4 separate regions of the Mus musculus genome follow, and regions 1, 2 and 3 are each linked to region 4. The links are chromatin contacts, called in public HiChIP or PLAC-seq, Micro-C and promoter capture Hi-C maps. All regions are on one chromosome and are shown on one strand. Each heading gives the region's core, a stretch centred on a gene start, on an enhancer-like site or on the middle of the called end of the contact. The rest is flanking DNA. Distances are from core to core; before and after follow the strand shown. Region 1 holds the start of Zfp775 (zinc finger protein 775). Region 2 holds the start of Zfp467 (zinc finger protein 467). Region 3 holds the start of Tmem176b (transmembrane protein 176B). Region 4 holds the start of Zfp212 (Zinc finger protein 212).

Region 1 (2,700 bases), core at 12-2,511, 680 kb before region 4:
ACAAAAATGTCTTGGCAAGGCCATTCAAAACATAGTCTTTGGTTAGCTTTCCCCATTGTCCCCAATATCTAGATTTGTTATGTCCTCACACACCTGCATACCTATAACTTGTCTGTCTTGCAGTGACCTTGCCCATACACCCCCTCCCTGGTCCAAATCAGGGGTCACTTTGCCAGAGACAGACATCTTTGGGAAACTCAAAACTACTGTTTAGCTATGTGTCATCCAAACAAGTACCTGTGGGGTAACTGTCATCATCCATGCTTTCTGTTACCACCAGAAGACCAAACGCATCCTAATACAGGATGCCTCTATCCCTAGCACACAGTCCAGACCCCAGCCTTGTAAACCATTACAAAACACGGTTATGAGGGCTCATTTACATAAACGTCAGCCACAACTGAGTGGTAGAAGCACAGAATCATGGAGCTTCGGAACTGACAGGACACAAATGCTATGGGATGTTTTCATGTTATTAACACAACTAAAAACCAAAAACAAACAAATAAAAATGCAGAGCCTGTCACTTGTCTCCAACCTCAGGTGACCACACCCAACTTGCCACTGCTGCTAGAGACCATTCGGACTCTGTGTCGCCAGACACCACACCCACTGAGACTGCTGCGGTCATTTTACTTGAAAGAAGTCTCAGTAACCACCCCCGAAGACGCGCACACAGTTGTAACTTCTGCGTGCTTTCCTTTTGCTTGTTCTCCGTCTCCACCCTCATCCCGCCTCGCAGAATCGCTTGTAGCCAACACTGGGATTGCTGCCCCCAGAAGCTCTTCTACACGGAAGCAGACACAGACAGGGAGCTCAGAACAACCAGATGGCTCAGTAGGTCCTCTTGGCTCTTCAACAGTCCTACCCTCCTGACCTTACTGCCCTGGCCTGTTGACCTCCCAGCCAACCTCAGGTCCCTCCCAACTGAGCTAGGAAGGGTGCTGGTGGTACAGAAAATTGGGACCCAGAGCTGAGGTGCACGCGGGACTCAGGGCGCCTCAAGGCCCGGGACCCATCCTTCCTCTACAGCCCGGTACACCGGAGCAGCACGGGAACAGCGACCCGGCGCTGGTCCGTCCCTGCACCGCCCCTCCCCGCCAGAATTGCACAGGACTCGGAGGGAGGGGGCCTGAGAAATAAATACCTTTGACTTTGTGGCTAAGGTTAACGGGAACGGCTACCCAAGGGGCGACTTGGGTACCGGGCTCCGGGCCATGGCCAGTCCCGGGGCAGGCGGGGCAGGCGGACGCGTGTGATTGGCTGGTCGCCCTGCACCGCCCCGCTGCGGATTGGCTGAACGGCTCAGATGACACTCCCGGCCCTATTGGTGCAGCCCGCGGGGCGGCCCCTTTGTTCTCCGGAGCCAATAGCCAGGGTCTGACCTCGCCTGCGGCCGCGCGGCCCTAAGCAAAAAATCAGTGAGCTGAACACTGCTGGGGTGGAAGAGGTGGCCCCCTAATGCTCTGTGCCCCGCGGAGCATAGTTGCTGTGCCCGTCCACCAGGTGCCTCGGATCTGCCCACCTTTGAGCGCTCTGCCTCCCGCACAAGCGCGTATTGATATCTGAACTCGCGGCGTAGGTGCGGGGTACCACGGTAGTGAGGTGCCATTAGGTTTCCTTGCTTGGAAGCCATCGCGGGCCAAATAGAACACAGCACTTTTAGGACCCCTCTGGAGAGTATATCTACTTTATTGTGGCTCTTTTTCTTTACTCCCTGAAAGCTATGTTTAGGCGGCATTGCTCACACTTGCCTATTGCACATTGCAGGGCTCTTTTGCCTCGTGAGGGTACAGTGAGCCATCATCAGCCAGCATATCATCAGACCACACTGAGTCATGATAAATTATGTTTGGAGCTGTTTGCAAGTGGCTTTGGAAATCATTGCATTCGGGGAGCTTTTTCTAGCTGAGAAAACAGGTCTGAAGAGGTTACCTAACCGCATCTAATTTCACTATGCACTAAGGTTCTGTTGAGTGAAATATCTTCTAGCTGCTAACCAGGTCCAGACTGCCAAGAAGGGTGATTGGTTCCCAAACACCTCCAGGAAAGTGTTTTCATTCCCACCCTTTCCTATACATCTGATAGAATTCCTCCCACCTCTGCCTTGAGTTTGGTCGCAGCTGGGTAATCACAGTGGGGTCAACTGGAAAGATACTGCATTTTCTCTCCAGAGCTACTTTGGAGGTGCATTTGGGACCAGGATGGATGTCCTGTAACCCCTACCATGGCACCAATCTGTAACTGTTCAAGCCTCTAGGCCCCCAGCTGCTGTTCAGCTGTCAAGCATTGTGGAAACTGGGGCCAAGTTTCTAGCCATTTTCCACTAAATTCATGTGCAGTCATCACAAGAGAGAGTTTTCTGTTTCTGGACTTTGATGTGTTTGCCTGTGAAATAGATGAGTGAGTTTTCCCACCTGCTTATGTGCCTTTCTGGATTTTCATTCCTACCTCTCAGAGCAGCATTCTAGTTTCAGATCCTCCACCAGCTAGTGTGGCCCAGGAACAACACTTCCTATCCAGAGTGACAGACTCTCCAGACTGACACTCAGGACCAAGGCTGTTCCAGAAGTGGAAGAATGAAGCACAGTAAGTGAAGGCTAGCCTATCTTACACACTGAGATAGTTCGTTCAAGGCCAGCCTGGAACTGTATTAGATCCTGTCTCAAAAAATAAATAAATAAATAAATAAATAATTTT
Region 2 (2,700 bases), core at 20-2,519, 530 kb before region 4:
CACCTGGCCTGGGGGTTCCTTCCTCTGGGCCTACTATTGGGCCTGGGACCAAAATAGGGCCAGTATGAGTTTCCCCAGTTGCTTCCAGATATCTAGGGTTGGTGCCTGGGAGTTGAGCAGTCCTGGGGAAGGGTCAGCATCTATTCTGGGCACAGTGTCCTTCTAACTTCTCTAACATTCTCACCTGGCCACTGTTCCTGCATATCCTACATACGTGGACTGCAGTTCTCAAAGCCCATTCTTGCACACAGAGAGGGACACAAACTCTGCTCCTAGCCATCTTTACTCAGTGAAGCAGCCAGTTATTAAAAGAGCCTTTTGCATCTTGAGTCACAGGACCTCCTGATCCTTCAGGTCGGTCTCCATTGCTCCAGATTTCACTCTAACTATCTGTAAATGTTGAGGACATCCCTGCTCCATCTTATAAGGCTAGCCTTGGGTCACTGCCCTGATTCCACAGGTGTCACTATCCTTGTGTCAGGGTGCCATTGTCAGGGACCGTGTCCTATCCAAGAGGGCCATTTAATGGCCTCCTCTTCCCAGACTCTCTCCCAGCAGCTCTGTTCTGCAACTTGGCTGACAAGGGAAGCTTGGACTGGGGAGAAATGTAACTTGGATCTGCCCTTTTCCCTACAGGGGCAGGCAGGCGGAAATGGGAGCCCATGGGAGTTTGAAGAAAAATCACAGGGCATGGAATATCCAGCCTAGATTTTAATTCCAGGGCTGGGTGAGGGTGTCTGAAGAGCAGAGGGGGATGGCTTAGGAGTACCTGCACCCATGAGCAGAAATGGTGGAAGTCTGGGGAGAGATCCACACCTAACGCCAGGAGGTTTTCTTACCCACGGACAACACTCCCCCGCCCCCGCCCAGCCCCGCCCCACCTCACCCCCTGCAGTTTCCATGCCTGTCCAGCGGTCTCAGTCGGGGACTTGGTTCCTTTTTCCCCATTTTCTACTTTGAGAGCCCTCTCTCTGCCCTCTTAGATTGGTTCTTAATCCTCAGTCTCCGCGGTGAGACTTGGATCGCGTCCTCCGGTCTGGGTGGATCCTGGTGGAGAGTTTTTTGACCGATTCTCCCAATCTCTGCTGGCCAGACAGTCTCCCGCGGGACCGCGGCGCTACCACTTACTCGGCTGCCACTGGCGATTTTAAAGACAGCCATACACACATTGCTCTCCTCCCCAAACACGCCCCCTCCTCTCCCTACTCCCCCCAACTCTTCACTACTACCACCACCACCCCGTTCCGCGCTCCACCTTTCTCCAGCTCCTCCCTCCTAGGCTGTGAGCACCCTCCCTTCTAGCCCGAGTGCCCTTCCTTCTAGCCTCTTCTTCTCCTTCCTCTCCCCTCTGCCCTTCCTCGGTCCTAAGCTCCCACTTTCCATCTCCACACTCCGGGCATCTTGCCCTCAGACCGTCACCTGCACCCAAGCCCATTAGTGCACCCTCCCGCGGCAGGTCTCTCGAAGACCCTCCGCTTTAGCCTGTGCCCCGGAGCAGTGTTCCCGCTTCCCGGGTTCCTCCCCCCGATCACCCGCAACGCTGCCCCACACCCTCTCCCTCCGCGTCTTTCCTTCCCCTCCCCGCGAAGTTTCAGGGCTGTCAGTCCCGGAGTCTTTCGGGCAGCCCGCACCCAAGCTGCAGGCAGCCGGCGCCATTGTGCAAACGGCCGCCCGGGACCGGAGGCCCGAGCGCCTGGGTCCCCGAAGCGGGCCGCGGCACGTAGCCGCAGGAGCCCGCCAGGTAAGGACACCCGAGACTCCCGGGCAGGCGTCTCCCCCGCCACCCAAACGGAGCTTTACAAGCCCTGCCGACCCACGGCAGGTGACAACCCCGAGGGAAGGGGCGCGCAGACGCGAGTGTGGGGGAGGGGGGGGGTCAGACCAGGAGGGAAGGGAGTCAGGAGGGAGGGTCCTGGCGCAGATGGGGAGACTAGGAAACTGGAGGGGAGGGCAAGGACTCGGGGAGGCCCGGTGGGAGCAGGTGGGAAGAGGGCGGGAGGGGCCTGCGGGGAGGATCCCCAGGAGCGGGAGTAGGGTTCCTCGGGATAGAGGAAGGGTCCAGTGCGAAAGGGCAGGAAACGGGCTCAGGGATGGGGCTGGTCGGGAGCGAAGGACGCTGACAGGTGAGCCTAGAGCAGGGCAGGGGGCCGGGACCCGGAGTGACTCCGGAGCTCTAACAGGGGCGGGGATTGGGGGGAGTCTAGTCAGAAGGAAAACTCCGGAGAGGGCGTGAAGTCAGTGGGGAGCAGAAATGGGCAAGGGGGCTGCTGAGAGGGAGGTGTGTTGGGAAGAAAGGGGTATGGGGAGGGGCAGAACGAGGGAGTAGGTCCAGAGAATGTGGGGTTAGCTTGGATTCCCCCCCCCAAGATGGGGGGCGTGAGACCTGGAAGCTAGGGAGCGGACTAGGAGGGGGAGGGGAAGAACAAGGCTGGGGACCGGGAGGGGAGAGAAGCGGAGCCGGAGCTTGCAGGGTAGGCAGAGGGGGAAGGGAGGCGGGGGCCGCTGAGGGGGGAAGGAGAGCAGCGGGAGGGAGGGAAGCAGAGGGGAGGCTGGTGTGGGGGAGGGGGAGGGAACTGAGGAGAGGAAAGAAGGAAAAGAAACCCGAGTGGGGGAGGAGAGGGGAGGGGCAAGCGGATGGGGGAGAGCAGCTGAGAAGGGGAGGGCGGGAGTGGGGGGGGGGAGGAAGGAAAAGAGGAGGGG
Region 3 (2,700 bases), core at 106-2,605, 920 kb before region 4:
GCCCTGGACCTTCATGATGCCACACTCACCACGATCCCAGTCCAGAAGGGGGCGCCTTCGGAATACATGGCTAAATAATGGCCTATGTAGAGGGTTCCACCCAGAACCACACTCAGAGCCCCCAGCACAGTCTGCACCACCTGGAAGAGAGAGGACTTGAAACACAGCTCTCCAGCAGCAGGGCTACCTGTTAGCTGCAACTGTCTGTACACACAGACAAAATCAACTCAATGTCTTAGGAGGACAGATGTATAGAGGAGGCCAGAGGAAAATATGGCCCAAATGAGGGTCCCTCCCTGGGCCCATCAAGCACGTAGCTACTCTCACCCAGGAGGCCACCAGCACTCTGCTGCTGCCCTGGCTCTGGGTGGAAGCGGATGCTGGAATCCTTAGCAATGAGCATCCGGCCAGCAGAAGTTTGGCCAGAGCAGACTCCTGGTGGATGTGCACATCAATGTGGGTGGGTTGTGGAGCCTCAGGGTCCACCTTGCCGACGACTGCAGTCTCCATGTCTGTGGACATCGTCTGTGAGGGAGAAAAGGAAAAGCAGGAAGAAATATTTGGCAGATGTTTCAGAGGCGGCTTGGAGTTGGGGGCTAACAGAGACACAGAATGGCTGCCCCTGGCTGTGGAGCTGTATCTTCAGCTCTTTTGGAGGGTTGTCTGTCAGGGAAGCCTGATGCTGGAGTACCCGCTTCACCCCACATTTGCTTTGTGCCCCACTGCCATGGTCTTCAGGAGCCTGATGTTTGGATCAAGCAGAACGCACACAACCTATCTCTTCACCCAACCTCTGATTGGATCTCTTCTCCCCAGCATTTTCTGAATCCAGGTCAGAGGCCAAGCCCCTTAAACAGTGTCCCCCTCTAACTGCCCCATAAGCTTCTGTTGCAATTATCTCTTCCCTACCAGGGTCCCAGGGACCACCTCACCCAGACGCCACCATCTCCTTGGATGAACGACAAGCACTGACTGACCCTGTCCCCACAGAATTGAGTGGTAGAGATGGAGGCCATACCTGTCCCTGGAGGCACACCCCAGTGTGTCCACTCCCCTAGCAAGCTCGCAGGGCGTCAGACTGGATGGATCTGGATGGACTGGGAAACGAGCTATGCTAAAGTGATGGTGGGCTGTCTTACCTGATTCCTCTGGGACCGGGGAAGTGTGCAGCAGGGAAGGCCAGAGCTCACACAGAGGCGCTGGCAGTAGTTGAGAACTTCAGCCCTGGCAGGAGGAAGAACCTGGGTGGGAGCCAGAAGGGGAGGGGGAATGGGCAGACCTCAACACTTCCTGGCAGGCAGCTGGGACTGAGGGCCCCTTTAGGGGTTTTCCAGCAGGCAGCTCCTCACTGGGCACTGGAGAGCTGGAGAAGGTGGGCGAGGTAAGAGCTGGGGTTGGCACTGATTGTTCCTGTGGAATCCTTTGATTGCACAGTGCTCTCTCTCCCAGTCAGGGATAGAGCTTTCTGAGCAGGTGCTGGCCTGTGCCACCTTGGGTGTATGAGTGTATCTGTGTCACCTGTATCCCTGCTCCAGCAGGCCTGATCATCTACTCCTGATGGACCCCCCTCAAGTGGGGCCCTTTCCTGTCAGCTACTTGCTGGCAAACTGAGAGACTCCATGTCAGGCCCCATCCCTCCACCCCCTTCTTGCTCTCCTCTCTCTGGGGTCAGCTTTAAGCCAGCTCCTCCCAGACCTCTCAGTTCCAGCCCCACCCATCGCAGAGGACAGCAGGTGAGACAGGACCCTTCACGGCCCCTTGGTAGCCCCCTTTTGAAGCATAGGGTTCCTTCTTCTCTGGAAGAGTCTCCAAGTCTACTCCTCAAGCTCCATCTTGGCTCAGGATGCTTCTCCTTCCTTCTATCTCTGCTTTCCTGTAGGACTCTGGGGAGGGAGGGATGTGTTGGACAGAGGATGTGACTCTGGAAACAGGGCTGAGGCTGGGGAGGTCAGAGTCTGGCTTTACCTTCCATAGTTATCAGTGCCTCACGCCTGCGTTCTAAGAGCAGGGCCTTTGAGACCACGCAGAGGTGGGACAGCTGTGGGGACACGGGGTGTTCTTTTTCTTTGTTTCTGAACACTGGGAGGAGGGATATCAGAGAGCCACTATCTGGAGCGGTGCCAGAAGTGGTGAGAGGCTTCTTGGTGCCTAGGGCTTTAGTTCCTGCTCTGCAGAGGAAGCAGAGGGATTCTGGGTGGCCAGGGCAGGGATAGCACTGGGGGTCTAGAGGGGGCCAGCACCCAGACAACTGAGACTTTATTCCTGGAACCTCAAGGGAAGGTGTGAACCTGAGGCCTTCATTTGTGTTTCTCTTCGTCCCTCCTGAAAAGTTGTCAGACTCCTGTGCTTTCGGCTCTGAGGTGCACGGGTGAGTGGAAGGTGCTCCGTGGCGTGGGGGAGAACATGAAGGGATGCAAAGGGAAGTGACTGGAGTGGCCGTCAATATCCAGTCAGAACTGATGCTTAACCAGACTGCCCAGGAGAGCCACTGGGCAGAACTTCTTTTGGACAGAGGCAAGCCATCAGAGGGGCTAAATGGTTGTTATAAGCCCATAACAGGAGACAGTGGGAAGCTGTGTTAAGCTCTGTGCTGATTAGAATGGAGGCCACGCTGAGGAAGTAATCAGGCAGAATATGAAGACCTCATGGGCCTGCCTGAGGCCCTATGGAAACTCGGAACAGTGGTTTTATTCAGTGGGA
Region 4 (2,700 bases), core at 3-2,502:
AGTCAGAGGTAGGAGTTTACAGTCATTCTCAGATAGGCTAGGCTGGGGCACATGAGAGTTTGCCTCAAAGCACAACCACTACCAAACAAACCCCAGCAGAATGACTTACACCTGTAAACTTAGCACTGGGGAGGCTGAGTCGGGAAGATTGTCATCAGCTTAAGGACAGCCTGTGAGGCTCTGTCTCAACAGTGAAAAGCCAGTTCAGGTCCATCTATCCTATTTTCCTATGTTAACCTCTACTGTGACACAGTATGAGGAGACTGGAGCCAGAAAAAAAAAAACGTAAAAATGCTTACAAGGAACTCAACATTCTCAATTCAAGTTAAGGAGACAAAGGCCTAGAGAAGTGAGCATAGACTGCCTTCCGAAGACCATGCACTGAATATATAGATAGATGAACGCTGAGTTACGGAAGATATTCCTCAAACCAATTTTCAGTGTCTTCACATTCTCTGAAAAGAGAGACAGCTGGAAGAGGCGGTAAGCGGATAACAATGCGCACCCACAGTTTTGTAAAAACAAAACAAAACAAAAAACAAGCAAGCAAACAAACAAAAACAGCAAATACACCAGTCCCCAAGGAGAGAAGGCTTCAACCTGTGGCTGCAAACTCAGTACAGATAGCTATGGCAGAACATGGCAACCGGAGCAGAGCCCCACTGGTCGGAGAGAAGCCCTAAGTCCTGGGGTCTTCCGTAGCTGAGCTCAAAGGCAACAACCCAAACCCAGGGTTTTATCCCGCGCCTTCACTCCAACTCAGAAAACGAGTCCCTAGTTGGCACGAAGCAGGAAAATATGTGGGCGCAGTCACAAACAATTCAAAAAGCCTCGCAGAAGTTTCTGCGGAAAGACGCAGAGCATCCGGGCTCTGAGCCTGACGCAGAAGGACCCAGGGAGCAAGCGAGCGGGCGGGCGGGCGGAGGGCGAGGGTACCGGGAGGGAAGTCAGCATCCGCCGGCGCCAACGGCCGCGGAGGAAACCAAGCCTGCGACCGAGCGCCTCAAGCCCCGCCCCGGGCAGGGCGCTGTCTCCCCCAAGGCCCTCCCGAGCCGGCCGGAGCACCTTACCCGAGTAGGCGTCGACTCCGCCATGGTCGCAGTCGCCCCACAACACCGACTGGCGGGATACTGCTCGAACTGTACGCCGCTCCGCCAGACGTCCTCACCCTCCTGGAAGCCGCCGCCGCCGCCGCCGCCGCCGTGTTGATACAAGGTGCATTCTGGGAGCGCTCCCCACCCCCAAGAAGAGCGGCAGCGGCTCCTCCTACCGCGCGGTATTTCTGTTGCGCCACTGTGCTCCTGGAAGGGGAACAGCAGCCTGGAAATTCAGTCATTGAGTGTGGGGTGTAAGCGTAAGGATTCTCAAAATCAAGAGCATTTTCTGAATTTGAGTCCTGCACTCCGCGAAATGCTTTAAGAGATTCAAATATGTGCAAGTTTAAAAAGGCGCGGGAAGGAGAGAGAGAGAGAGAAAGGCGTAGGGAGGAGAGCGTGGGGACTAGTAGAAAAGGAGGCTAATGGGGGTGGATGTGAACACCATACGTTCTGGACTTGCATGCAATTGTCAAAAATAAAAATAATTTTTAAAAAATGTGTACAAATGTGTACACCCTTTTCTGTGAGGGAAGAACACAGCTGAAGCTAAAGAAAAGGTGAATTCTCATAGGCAAGTGATTTTCTTCCATGCTCACCTATGACTTGGCTTTTTCTGGTCAATCCATTATAGAGTGTTAATTATGGTAATCACTTGCATTGCAGAATTCAAGATAGCCTTAATCACAAATAATTAACCTAGTCCTCACCGGGCAGTGATGGCTCATGCCTTTAATCCCAGCACTTGCGAGGCAGAGGTGGATGGGTTTCTGAGTTCGAGGCCAGCCTGGTCTACAGAGTGAGTGCCAGGGCTAGAAACCCTGTCTCAAAAAAACTAAATAAATAACCTAGTCCTCATGCCAGGGTGCCAGGGTATTAGAGGCAATGTGTTCTGCATTCTGGCTTGGAAACATCTGGCCACATCATTACCACCCCAGCGCTCAGGTGTTTGAGGCCAGCCTCAGCTATATAGTGAGTTTTTGACTAGCCAGAAATATCTAAAGAGACATTGATCCAAACAACACCCCCAAACCCAGTACTTGCAGTACTCAAATGCCTCATTTCCATTACATTGTCCTGGACATGCTGAGTGAGAATGACATGAGTTTCCACTAAGTGTGAATAGCTTCCTCTAAGAATTCAAGTACTCTCACTAGACTGGTCCCTTCTTCATTTTTCTGCAAATGATCCCTGTCTACACTGACTACAACTAACAACTTTCTCTAGAACCCAAGCCGATGGCCTGCTGAAAAAAAAAATTCTCAGCATCTGTTTTAACAGGCACTTAAAAACCTACATTTATATTAAAATAATAATAATTTTTTTAAAAGCGCTGACTCATTTAAGCCCCCCACAGCAGTCTGGGTGTGTCTGTGCCTTCATTTTATCTTTGTTTGTTGCCTTTGTTTGGATCAAATTCCTGCTTGACTCCATAACCGTGTCAATCAGTTGAGTGTGTCTACTTGTCCCATCTCATCCCCTTTCAAGCTGAAGGCAGAGGTAAGTCATTGTCCTGAACCAGCAGTCACCTTGAATCCCTGGAAGAGCAGAGTGTAAAGGATAGATCATGTCTCAGATAAGGGCAATTATCCTTGTGTGTGAAGCT

The links. Promoter capture Hi-C pulls out the DNA fragments that hold promoters and counts their contacts. Hi-C and Micro-C count contacts between places; a contact is called where the count stands out from the background. HiChIP or PLAC-seq counts read pairs in DNA pulled down with a chosen protein or histone mark.
Region 1: a promoter capture Hi-C map of pre-B cells shows a contact between it and region 4, with 6 times the contacts expected there. The contact joins the promoter of Zfp775 here to the promoter of Zfp212 in region 4. A contact is called at or near these places in 3 of 39 promoter capture datasets (hippocampal neurons, liver and pre-B cells).
Region 2: a contact with region 4 is called in a Micro-C map of embryonic stem cells, with 5 times the contacts expected there. The contact joins the promoter of Zfp467 here to the promoter of Zfp212 in region 4. A contact is called at or near these places in 1 of 39 promoter capture datasets (liver), 1 of 484 Hi-C or Micro-C datasets (embryonic stem cells), 1 of 115 datasets of contacts at active chromatin or transcription factors (microglia) and 1 of 9 other capture datasets (adipose tissue).
Region 3: an H3K27ac HiChIP or PLAC-seq map of microglia shows a contact between it and region 4, with 6 times the contacts expected there. The contact joins the promoter of Tmem176b here to the promoter of Zfp212 in region 4. A contact is called at or near these places in 1 of 39 promoter capture datasets (cranial neural crest) and 1 of 115 datasets of contacts at active chromatin or transcription factors (microglia).

What each region holds. Positions count from the first base shown.
Region 1 is chr6:48,600,568-48,603,267 of GRCm38.p6, reverse strand. Zfp775 (zinc finger protein 775) reads right to left here and starts at 1,261. Exons shown (of 3, transcript NM_173429.3): 1 at 1,148-1,261.
Region 2 is chr6:48,444,394-48,447,093 of GRCm38.p6, reverse strand. Zfp467 (zinc finger protein 467) reads left to right here and starts at 1,269. Exons shown (of 5, transcript NM_020589.2): 1 at 1,269-1,741. It also overlaps a transcript of Sspo not described here.
Region 3 is chr6:48,840,029-48,842,728 of GRCm38.p6, reverse strand. Tmem176b (transmembrane protein 176B) reads left to right here and starts at 1,355. Exons shown (of 7, transcript NM_001164207.1): 1 at 1,355-1,733. Tmem176a (transmembrane protein 176A) reads right to left here and starts at 1,246. Exons shown (of 7, transcript NM_025326.4): 1 at 1,140-1,246; 2 at 328-525; 3 at 30-140. The coding sequence starts at 522.
Region 4 is chr6:47,919,120-47,921,819 of GRCm38.p6, reverse strand. Zfp212 (Zinc finger protein 212) reads right to left here and starts at 1,252. Exons shown (of 5, transcript NM_145576.2): 1 at 1,071-1,252. The coding sequence starts at 1,094.